Regions from separate parts of the Rattus norvegicus genome. Here region 1 is linked to region 2. The links are chromatin contacts, called in public Hi-C maps. All regions are on one chromosome and are shown on one strand. Each heading gives the region's core, a stretch centred on a gene start, on an enhancer-like site or on the middle of the called end of the contact. The rest is flanking DNA. Distances are from core to core; before and after follow the strand shown.

The links. Hi-C and Micro-C count contacts between places; a contact is called where the count stands out from the background.
Region 1: a Hi-C map of frontal cortex shows a contact between it and region 2, with 2.9 times the contacts expected there. The contact joins two enhancer-like sites. A contact is called at or near these places in 5 of 12 Hi-C or Micro-C datasets (the A7r5 cell line, Schwann cells, frontal cortex and 2 more).

The regions. Positions count from the first base shown.
Region 1 is chr20:7,297,025-7,303,091 of GRCr8, reverse strand. LOC102547155 (a long non-coding RNA gene) reads right to left here. Exons shown (of 2, transcript XR_362042.5): 2 at 5,905-6,067. Among named protein-coding and RNA genes, the nearest start is that of Cpne5, 9.5 kb to the right of the region's middle. Within about 2 kb of position 2,816, at least 25 of the 93 cell types and tissues checked have an H3K27ac peak or open chromatin away from gene starts, as enhancers often do.
Region 2 is chr20:7,158,349-7,164,004 of GRCr8, reverse strand. It overlaps Cdkn1a (cyclin-dependent kinase inhibitor 1A), which reads right to left. Exons shown (of 3, transcript NM_080782.4): 2 at 4,599-5,054; 3 at 2,632-4,016. The coding sequence starts at 5,043. The coding sequence ends at 3,967. Among named protein-coding and RNA genes, the nearest start is that of Rab44, 5.1 kb to the left of the region's middle. Within about 2 kb of position 4,379, at least 25 of the 93 cell types and tissues checked have an H3K27ac peak or open chromatin away from gene starts, as enhancers often do.

The sequences.
Region 1 (6,067 bases), core at 1,567-4,066, 140 kb before region 2:
TCTTAAGGTGTTGTGTGTTACTGTGTACGTTTTGGGAAGTGACCTAAGTCCCATTCCACAAGCTCCCGTTCCTCCCGGCAATGAAAACACCGTGCATTGTACAGAAGTTAGCAGCCATACTGGTGCAGGAAAGGTTCAACCTAATTGTCATTTATCCAGGGTTAGTGTAGCTGGTTTAATGTGTAAGGGCCTTTTGTGCATGGGTTTGAGCACAGAAACAAAATATTCTCTCAATAACGAAGAAAAAGGAAAACCCACCAACCAGCCCTGAAGATGGTGTTGGGATGCAGAGTCGCACACTCTGTTGGTGACATATGTCCTCCAGCCGTCCCGGGGCTGCCTCTCAAGGCACAAGACACCCATCTGCCACCTCCCAGAATTATCACTGGTCCCTGTGTCAGCGGCTCCAAGCTAGTAGGAGAACCGACATTACTGTGAGGTTATGGTTCTGCATACACAGAGCAAGAGAGCAGCACAGGCATTGTTCCTGGCTTCTAGAAAAGTCTCCACACACATGCCAAGGCAGCTACCCGCTGGCACAGCGCAGGGCCTCAGAAGAGGGGACCTGCTCGGAAGCCTGAGGTACAGACACCTTGTCTCCATGCCCGGAAGCCTGGTTAGCAGGGATCCCACTGAGTTAGCCTGTCAGCTGTGTCAGGGTAAGTAAGGACCATTAGACTGTTGGTGTGACAGTAGGGTACGGGTGACCCGTTCTCACCTTGGGTGGTAGAGAAGGAGCCAGTTTCTGACTTAGGTAGGAATAATGAAAGGCTTGGGGGACTCAACAAAGGACAGAAAGAAGTAACCTCTGTGGGAAGAGTCTAGACTTGGAGAGGAGGTTTGAGGTTAGGTGTAAAATCAGCGGAAGAAGCCCAGAGCCAAGCGCCCATGCTGTAAGTTGTGCGAGCTGGCCCGTCTGTGCTCAGGCACAGTGCGTAAGCATTCAGGCCCCTGGAGATGGTGCCACACTTCAGGTAGCAAGACACGAAGTCACGTTTGTCTAACAGGAACCTGAAGAGGGAATTTTTGCAACAGCATAAAGCAGGCAGGTCCTTGACCCCTCGGTCTGCCCCTCCAAGGCCTGGGGAGAGAAGAGAAAGCCCAGGCTGAGTTCAGCGCTCCCCCCCCCCCCCACCGCTCTGACTGCTGAGAGGGACACCAGAGGACAGAGCCCTGCTGTGCGTGCCCCTTAGGTATTATACTGAGTACCAGGCCCTGCTGTGTGAGCACCACAGCGCCCGCCTGAAGTGGAGCGGTCAGTGAGACAAGTGGCAGAGAAGGGAGGGAACTCTGCAGCCATAAGACACCTGTGAAGCAACCTGGAAACACTTCTTTCCTTGGGTTCTCGTTATCCGGGACAGGTCCTCACAGGTCCTCGTGTATCCCAGGCAGCCCTTAACTCTCTGTAGCTAGGAATGATCTTCAACTTTCGATCCCCTCATCCAAAAATCGGCGTCGGGGTCAGAGGCCGGCCTTGAACTCACGGCGGTCCTCTGCAATGGGATCACAGTACTGCTCACGGCAGAATAGGTATTCCGAGCAGGATCTGGTACCGGAAACACTTTTTAAAAGCCAGCTTCTGGTACCAATAGACCTTAAAGCCACAACACGACATGCCTCTTCAGCCTCCTGTCTGTGTGTGTGTGTGTGTGTGTGTGTGTGCGCGCACGCGCGCGCGCGCGTTCATTCCATCCCAATGTTGGGGCAGAGAACCCAGGACCTCCTATTTGCCAGGTAAGTGCCCTTCCACTGCACCTGACTCCTCCTACCCCCCTGCTTCTCTATGCCCATCCCCAGGAGCCTCCCCTCACAGCCTCTTCCCTCTGTGCTTTGACCTCAGCAAGGCCCTGCCCTGTTCTCATTCCGTGGTGTCCCAGCACCTTCGAAACGCTTTGAGGACATTGCCGAGTGAATCAAATAAAACGTCCTCCATCAGAAAAGAAACGGAGGCTCGTTGGCCAAAATCGCTGCGCCCAGAGTCACAGATCCTGGTTTGGCTGGTGTGACAGCAAAAGCCCTTTCCACTCAGCCCTCTGGAAGTCCTCGGCTTCGTTTATTTTTGGATCCCGTCTCCAGAATATGTCAAAATAGCTTTCCCCACAAACTGCTCCTCCCCCCACCCAGATCCTCGAGCCAATCTGAGCCTCCCCGTGGCCCCTCCGGCACCACGCTTGCAGGGTGCGGAGGAGGAAAAGCATTGGCAGGAACATGTGTTCGAGTTGAGTGCTTCCTGCCAAGAAGCACTCCGTGCCCTTAGAACCGGGTTCCAAAGAATAGGCCCCTGTGATGCAGGTAAGCGTCCGGAAAGAGGCCGGTCCAGCAGCCTCAAGAAGGCTGGGCTGGTCCCATGGAGACCTCGCACTCCTGCTTGTTCTTCCAAACTGGTGATTTGGAATCCCGCCTGTGGTGGCGAGCCTGAGACCACTCTGGCCTACATAGCGGGGTCCCTGCCTTCCAGAGGGAAAAACAAAAATTCGAGAGTTGTATCTGGGTGGGAGATGGCTCAGCAATAAGAGCAGGTGCCTGCTTCTCGGGCAGAGGACCAGCATTCAGCTCTCAGCACCCACATGGGGATTCACAGCAGCCTGTAACTCCAGTTAACTCAGGGCGTCTGACTCTCCCTGTTGGCCTGCATGGGCTCCTGCACACACACGGTACCTACACATGAACTCATACAAACACATTAAAATAAGTCTTTTTAAGACCCCTGTCTAAAACCACAGGGCAAGACGTGCGAACGCAGGAGTGTGAGGTCTTCGTGTCACCTTGGAGAGCCACGTGACACCTTGAATTGAGCCTCCCTGTTCGTCAGGCTGAGGTTTGAACTCTGGTTTCAGCTTCAAGACTGAATGTAGGTCAATTTGAGAAGATTTCCTCCAGCTGCCAAGTTTGCATTTCGCACGCTATTTTGGAAGTCTGCCACTAGAGGCCGCTGTGAATGCAGTTTAGCCTTGCGGCTGCTTCAGAAGACAGAAACACCTTTCATGATTTTACTAAGCCGAAGCCAGCTGCTCTTGGAATGAAGAAAACCGAGGACTGCTCAGATTGCCACCAACTAGAATTGAGCTTTGAGCCCAGCAGAATGAGCCTACGAGAGCCAGGGTGCTCCACCTTCTGTCAGCTAGTCTAGGCAGACACTCCCAGGTCTGGGCTGCAGGAGCCTGGGGCCTGGGCCTAAAAAGCTGGCTTCTCCTCTCTGTTTAGTCCTCCCCGAGCAGTAAAATCATCCTTTCTGTGGTAATCCGGAGTCCTTCACTGACATTAGCCAGGAAATAACTTCGCTTGAGAAAACAGTTCAACTTGAGTATTTCTGTCTTTGTTTTTGTTTTGCTTTGTTTTGAGACAGGATCTCTCTGTATCTCTGACTGTCCTGGAACTCTCTACAGACCAGACTGGCCTTGAACTCAGAGATCCGAGCACTGGGATTAAAGGCACATGTCGCCGCCACCCTCCAGTGTGCATTTCTGTCTTTATCACCCAAACCGAGGCTGACCTTATTACACCCATTTCTAGATGAACAAACTGAGGACCAAAGCCCAGTAAAGTGAGTGAATAGACGGAACAATGGGCCCAAAGCCCCTATCGCTATCGAGGGACGGACTTGGGGATGTCTTGCTGAGTTTAGCTCTTTTTCCGTTGTCCCCGTCTTGATACATAGAGGGGGAAGATGACCTTGCAGGTGGGGACATCCACCCTGCTCTGTACTCTCAGGCTCCTTCCCAGAAGCCGGCCGCTGGGGCCCAGGACACACATGACCCTGATCAGCGTGTTAATTGGGTCAGAAATGTAATGGCCGAACCGCTGTGCCAGGCTCATGGAAACCACTTTCCCCTCCTCAAGGGTCTGGCTGGGCTCCGTTAAGAGCTGTGCCCGGTGTACTCAATACAGGCAGAGGCGGTGTGGGGGAGGGGCCGGGCACATCTCTGCTTCCTCATTAACTGACAGGGAAAGTGGCTATTCCGGGTCAGCATATACACGTAGGCAAAGTCATCAAAGGGAGGGGAATCCACAGTTTACCGTTGTTTGCAGCCACGTTCAATCCTGAAGACTTTGCTTTTTGTGGCTCCTTTTCCGGAAACAGGAGGAACGAGGGACTTGGTGAGCTCAGGTCATGGTGGGGCGGCCTTACACTTCTGGTTCCAGTGGATCCTCAAATGCAGGGCTGCAAAATAACCTTCCTCCCTGGTTTGCTTTGTCCCTCTGTCATGCTGGTCATGCTGGAAGTTCACGTGTGTGTGTGTGTGTGTGTGTGTGTGTGTGTGTGTGTGTGTACCTATAGGACCCAGAGCATGGAACATACTGAAGAAAACCTGTGCCATGGAATTATACCCCTGACCCTATCTTTTCCCTACTGGGGGAAACCTAATGAACAGAGATCCCAGCAGAGAGGATGGTAAGACAACTGCTCTAGGCCGGTGGCACAAGCCTGACACCTGAGTCTCACCTAAGGGCTGATGGAATTATCAGAGAACCGGAGAACAGCCATTTCCCTCGGTCAGGGCAGCCATTCCTAGCCAAAGGTAGAGGAGGCAGGCCAACGAGAATGTGTCTGATGAGCTGCCGGGAGTGGGAAGCAGAGCTAATAAACTCAGGGAAATCTCGGCAGGCAGCTGAAGACTCCAGCAGGCTCGCCAGGGCAGGGCCTCCGGGACCTCGGCTTGCACACAAAGCCAGGCTCCTGGCCTTCTGTGCACATTTCAGTTACCTCTGCAGCCAGGCAAGCAAATACGAGTCGCATGGCGTGAAAATCAATTTAGAGCTTAAGGGGGGGGGGGGGGGGAGTAGGGATTTCATCCTCAGCGGCTTCCCAGGCTTGCCCTGTACAGGTACCGCTAGGAGAGACAGCCAGGGCGGTGGGGCAGCAACAGCCCCCTCTTCTATCCCCACCCCCCACCCCAGGGTCTTTGGAGCTAGTCAGAGGAGGAGGAGGAGTTCCAGGAATGGAATTGGCGGAGAGAGAGGCTGTGTCTCCCTGCTCCTCCTCGGCTTGAGAAGACATCATGCTCGCTAGTTGGAAGCCGGCAGGACCGGGAGGAGCTGAGTCTGCTTTTCAGCTTGAGACCAAATCTCCTGTTTTCTAAGATGCTCAGACAAGGGGAGAGGGTCTTAGCATGGAGCAGGGTGTTCAGCAAGCCCCAAAGCAAGCCAGCTTGCCGCACGAGGGAGGGAGGAGGCTGTTTTCATTTGGAATTAGGAGCTGGGGGTGTAGCTGGGTGGCAGAGTGTTTGCTGGCATGGGCTAGGCCTTAGCTTCCAGCACCAACACTATAAAGGGAGTTGGGGGCGGGGTGGGGGGTGTCGAGAAAGATGAAAACTTGGACCCAGGTCGAGGCTGGGCAAAGTCAGGCTGTGGAGTCCAGGTAAGAACCAAGCCTTCCGACCCCAGCCCCGCCCCCACCCTCATGTACACCAATCGGAAGTGAAGCACTGGTCAGATCATGGGGTCTGGGCTAATCTGGAAGAGGTGTAGTCTGATGCACATGCACGGCCTGAGAGAAAAGGCCTGGGGCATCCAAGCTAGCTCTCGAGGATCCTGTCACCAGGGGTGAGCACACGGACCTCATTGCAGGGTCAGAAATGGTACATCTGTGTGTTAATGAGGTGAAAGTTAAGGCAACCATCTAGAGGGAGCTGAGGTAAAATGGTTCATACTGAGGCAGGAAGGTAGCGGATGGGTTCGGGGCCAGCTAAGACTATGGTCAGATCAAGGTCGACGTGGGCCTAGACTGGTAATATAGCTCGGCTGGTAGAGTGCTTACTGAGTTTGATCCTCAGAACTATCTAAAACCAAGTGCTGTAATCCCAGCGCCCTAGAGGTGGAGGCAGGGGCATAGAGAATTTGAGGCCAACCTGGGCTACATGAGATTCTGTCTCCAAAAGGAACAACAACAACAAAAACCCAGACTCTAATTTGAATCTGAGTATTTATTAGCTTTTGTTGCTAATTACCATCCGCTGGCAAACGGCCCTGAAGGGATTTCTTTCCCTCCATGGGCCTCAGTTTCCAGATCCGCAGAGCCATCTTTTAAGACCTCTGCAGCACTGAGGTTTGCAACCCACACCACACC
Region 2 (5,656 bases), core at 3,130-5,629:
TAGGCAGGAGGATCAGACTTCAAGGCCAGCTTTGGCTACATAACCAATTGGAAACCAGCCTAGGCTACCTCATGGGACCGTGTCTCAAAAGGCAAGAGGAGCTGGTGAGATGGCTCCGAACTTAAGAGCACTTGTTCTTGCAGAGGACCTGGGAATGCCAGTTCAAGGGGATCTGGCATCCAATTCTGACCCCCGCCCGCACCAGGAACATACATGTATATAGGCAAACACTCATACACATAAAATAAAAAAAGAAACAAACAAAACTAAGTTATATTTAATATTTTTATATGTATTTTCTCCTAGTTGGGGTTTCTAATGTTGCAATAAACACCATGACCAAAACAACTTGGAGAAGAAAGGGTTTATTTGGCTTACATTTCCACAGCACTGCTCACCGTTGAAGGAGGTCAGGACAGGAACTCACACAGGAGCTGGAAGCAGGAGCTGATGCAGAGGCCATGGAGGGTGCTGCTCACTGGCTTGCTTCCCCTGGCTTGCTCAGCCTGCTTTCTTATAGAACTCGGGACCACCAGCCCAGGGGATGGCACCACCCACAATGGGCTGGGCTCTCACCCAGTCAATCACTAATTAAGGAAATGCTCTACCAATATGGTTCTCGACCTGTGGGTCACAATCCCTTTTCAGAAGAGGGGGTGGAACCAGTTTTTCAATGGAGTGACCTAAGACCATCAGATAATACAGGCATTTGCATTATGATTCATAACAGTAGCAAAATTACAGTTACAAAGTAGCAACAAAAATAATCTTATGGGGGTTGGGGATTTGGCTCAGTGGTAGAGCGCTTGCCTAGCAAGCACAAGGCCCTGGGTTCGGTCCCCAGCTCTGAAAAAAAGAAAAGAAAAAAAAATAATCTTATGGTAGGGGGATCACCACAACAGGAGGAACTGTGTTCAAGGGTTCTAGCATTAAGAAGCACTGATCTCGAAAGGCCCTGGGTTCGGTCCCCAGCTCCGAAAAAAAGAACCAAAAAAAAAAAAAAGAAGCACTGATCTACCGGCTTGCCCACAGCCTGATCTTTTTTATTATATGAGTACACTGTAGCTGTCTTCGGACACACCAGAAGAGGGCATCAGATTTCATTTCAGATTGTTGTGGGCCACCATGTGGTTGCTGGGATTTGAACTCAGGACCTCTGGAAGAGCAGTCAGTGCTCTTAACCACTGAGCCATCTCTCCAGCCCCCAAAGCCTGAGCTTATGGAGGCGTTTTTTTCTTACTTGAGGTTGCCTCCTCTCAAATGACTTCTTTTAAGTTTGTATAGAACTTGGTGTGGTGGCACAGGCCTTTAATCCCAGAGCTTGGGGGGCAGATATGTGTGTGTGTATGTGTGTGTGTGTGTGTGTGTGTGTGTGTGTGTGTGTGTGTGTGTGTATAAGATCTCTATGTTCAAGGCCAGCCTGGTCTACACAGTTCCAGGAAACCCTGGGCTACACAGAAAAACCCTATCTCAAAACGAAACAAAAACAAAAACCTATCCAGTACATATTTAGTGTGTGTGTGTGTGTAGAGGTCAGAGGACAACTAGGAGACAGTTTGTATGAATCGAATTCTCCTTCCACCCTATGGATCCTAGGGATGGAACTCAGGTGGTCAGCCTACTGGCTGAGAAAATGAATTTAGTTATTTATTATGTGAGTACACTGTCGCTGTCTTCAGGCACACCAGAAGAGGGCATCAGATCCCATTACAGATGGTGGTGAGCCCCCATGTGATTGTTGGGAATTGAACTCAGGACCTCTGGAAGAACAGTCAGTGCTCTTAACCCCTGAGCCATCTCTCCAGCCACATGACTTTAATTCTAAAGGCATCTGGCTCGGTGTCAGGGTCCTGGAACTCCAGGGAGGTTGTAGCACAGCCACAAGTTTAAGCCTTGTATAAGCAACTTAATAAGTAACACAGGATTAAAAGACACATGCATCCCAGCTCCGAAAAAAAAAGAGAAAAAAAAAAAAGACACATGCATAAAACAATCAAGGACTAGAATGCTAATTTTTTTTTAAAAAATGAAATTGAGATCTTTCTGGGGCCAGTGAGAGACTGGAGGTTGAAGGCTGGGAGAGGCCAGGCAGAATCCATACAGGAGAAGTTTAAATTAAAACACACATAATAATCTGTTATTAATAATTTGTCGTGGGATTGGGGATTTAGCTCAGTGGTAGAGCACTTGCCTAGCAAGCGGAAGGCCCTGGGTTCGGTCCCCCAGCTCCGAAAAAAAATAATAATAATAATAATTTGTCGTAATGAACACATACAGAATGAAGGCTAAGGCAGAAGATGGGGAAGCAGCCTCCTGGCCCAGCGCCGACGAGGGTGAGGCTCCTATGGGCACATTAGGGCTCTAAGGGTAAACACGCTTGCCGCAAATCCTGACTAAGTTTGATATGAGGAAAAAAAAAAAAAAAACCCTACAAATTTTGTCTCAAAATGAAAGCAAAGAGCCAGGAGTACAACTCAGTGGTGGACTTCTTGCCTATCTTGCTCAAGGACATAGGTTCAAGTCCCATCACTGGTGGGAAAAATCACATATGTGTACCCTTGTAGACGCACACCCCGGGTGCATGCAAACAACTCCCCCTCCCCCCATTTCCTCTAATAACAAGACATTACAAATCATCTAGAAGTATTTATTGAGCACCAGCTTTGGGATAGGGTGTAAAGATTCGGGACAGTGCAGGGTGTGATCCCCACACGTGGGAGGTTTACAATCTGAGCGGAGACAGGGAAGGGACCAAAATACATGTTCTCCCGGCTAAAGATAAACAGTCCAGCTCAGGGTGTTACAGAAACAGGGGTGTTTGGGGTTGGGGCCAGACCCACTAAGTGCTTCGACACCCACAGGGGCTCAGTATTCAATACTGGGAAAGGACCAGTCACTGCTCAGTTCCTGTGAGCTCCCTCAGCCCCCGAGGCACCATCTTGGCCTGACTCCTTGTACAACTACTAAGAAATGGGACAAGTCACTGAGGACTTCAGCGGCTGGGGTCCCCATCCCAGATAAGTCCACCCCCCACCACCACCACATACCACACACACAGGGATGCTCTGGGAAGCCCGTCTCGTCACCAAGGACCTACCCTAGACCCATAAGAAGGGCAGTTGCCACTGGAGCTGCCTGAGGTAGGACCAGGAAACCCCACTTAGTGTACCCTGTGTACCCGTTCCCTTCTGGTCCACTGAGCCGTGGCGAGGGAAAGGATGCCTCCTGCCAACCTGGGGAGGGGAAGGGTCTGAGGAAGGGAGAGCAGCAGATCACCAGATTAACCCTCAAAAATAGAGGGGCAGCTGGCAGAGACCCACAGGGGAGGCGGGGTCCCCAGGAGTGGCAAAGGATCTTCACAGGTCTGAGTAAATGTCAAGGCTCTGGACGGTACGCTTAGGTCCTAACCGGGCATCTTTGTTCTAGGCTGTGACTGCTTCACTGTCATCCTAGCGGGCCTTAGAGGTGACAAGGAGACCCCGAAGTCCTACTCAGTTGTCCAAAGTGCTATTCAGGTCTGAGGATCGCCCCCAGGTAAGAAGTGGCAAGGAACCAGGCAGGGAGTGGGGGCGGGGGAGGAGTTAGGGGGGAGGGGCGGGGATTGGGCGAGATGCGAGATGCAGATGGCATGAGGCCAGTGCGACCATCCCGCCAGGACCATCCCGCCAGGATCAGAAACACAGCTTGGGTTGAGAAGGACTTAAATAATGGTCTACATAAAAAAAAAAAAAAAAAAAAAAAAAAAACAGCACTAAGGAGCCTACCGTCCTACTAATTTCATTGTTTTGTTTTGTTTTTTAAATAACTAAGTTTGGAGGCTGGGAGGGGGCAGGCAGAGTATATACAGGAGAAGTTTAAATTAAAACACAAATAATAATTAAGACACACTGAATGAAGGCTAAGGCAGAAGATGGGGAAGAGGCCTCCTGACCCACAGCAGAAGAAGGCGAGCCTCCCGTGGGCACTTCAGGGCTTTCTCTTGCAGAAGACCAATCGGCGCTTGGAGTGATAGAAATCTGCAGAGAGAACAGATGTCAGGCCAGATGCAGAGGGTGAGGGCATCATTCCCCAGACAAAGGGACATGTGGCGAGTCCTGGGGAAAAGCTACAGGGCACTACACCTCCTCCTCGTCAGAGGGCTAGGGCTCTAGAGAGGCTAGATTCCCCCACCCCCACCCCGCAAGCTGGAGTTAGTTATAGGAAATCGTGGAGCACCCGGTGCAGGGAATCGAACTCAGGCCCCTTGAAGAGCAGTAGCCGTGCCATCCCTCCAGTCTTTCTCCCTTCTTATTTGTTTACTGAGTTGGCAGTACGGGGGGTGGAGCCTAGGGCGTGGACTACTACGTCAGCACTCCCCACACACACACACAAGCTCTTCCCTAGTGGGTTCCAGGCCAAATGCTCTACTGCCAAACCCCACACTATCCTGGGCCTTCCGTTCAAAGCAGAGAAAAAGGCCTGGATCATGTGACCGTCAGCTGTTCGCTCGGAATGGCTTGGTGCTGGCTGGAATGTTCTCTGCAAAGGCGATCCTCAGCAGGCGGCCTCGCCTCTCCAGGCCTCCCGCAGTATCTTGCCTCCCCTTCTCCTGTCCTTACCTGTTAGGCTGGTCTGCCTCCGTTTTCGGCCCTGAGATGTCCCGGTCCCGCCCGGGGAGTCTTCAGGCCTCTCAGGGGCGTGAGACACCAGAGTGCAAGACAGCGACAAGGCCACGTGGTCCTCCGGAGCTGGCCCTGGCCCCTGCAGCAGGGCCGAGGAGGTACTGGGCCTCTTGTCCCCTCCCAGGTCATCACGGCGGCGGGACCCAGGGCTCAGGTAGATCTTGGGCAGCCCTGGGCTCCGAACACGCTCCCAGACGTAGTTGCCCTCCAGTGGCGTCTCAGTGGCGAAGTCAAAGTTCCACCGTTCTCGGGCCTCCTGGAGACAGCTCGCCATGAGCGCATCGCAATCGCGGCTCAACTGCTCACTGTCCACGGGACCGAACAGACGACGGCATACTTTGCTCCTGTGTGGAACAGGTCGGACATCACCAGGATCGGACATGGTGCCTGTGGCTGAAACACAGGAAAGACCCAGGTCACTATGGAAACTACACTACCAGTCACAATCTTCCAGTTCCGGGGTTGGGGATTTAGCTCAGTGGTAGAGCGCTTGCCTAGCAAGTGCAAGGCCCTGGGTTCGGTCCCCAGCTCCGGGGGAAAAAAAAAAACAAAAAAAAACAATCTTCCAGTTCCCTCTGGTCCTCCTAGGTGCTTTCCCACCACACCAAGAGACTAAGGTGGGTGTTGAGTTCAGCCGGCCCTGCACCCCAGAGGTCACAGCTGATGTCCACAGAAGCCAATACGCTGCAGAAGCAGGGGTCACGGTCCTGTTTACACCAGGAAGACTACTAGCTAAAATCAATGACTTGTGCTAAAGTGTCCTTCGTGGGTGTCAACATCCCAAATGTGTGTGAATCACCAAGGTCCAGCGGTTTCCCAACAGTCCCCTATCCTGCCGTCCTTGGGGGTAACTCCTTCCTGCCAATCAAAAGTGCCCTGGACCTTGGGATAAGACACACAAACCATAGCATTGGGCACTGCTATTTGGCACCAGTTTATATATATGTGGGTACGTTGTCACTGTCCTCAGACACCAGAAGAGATCATTGGATCCC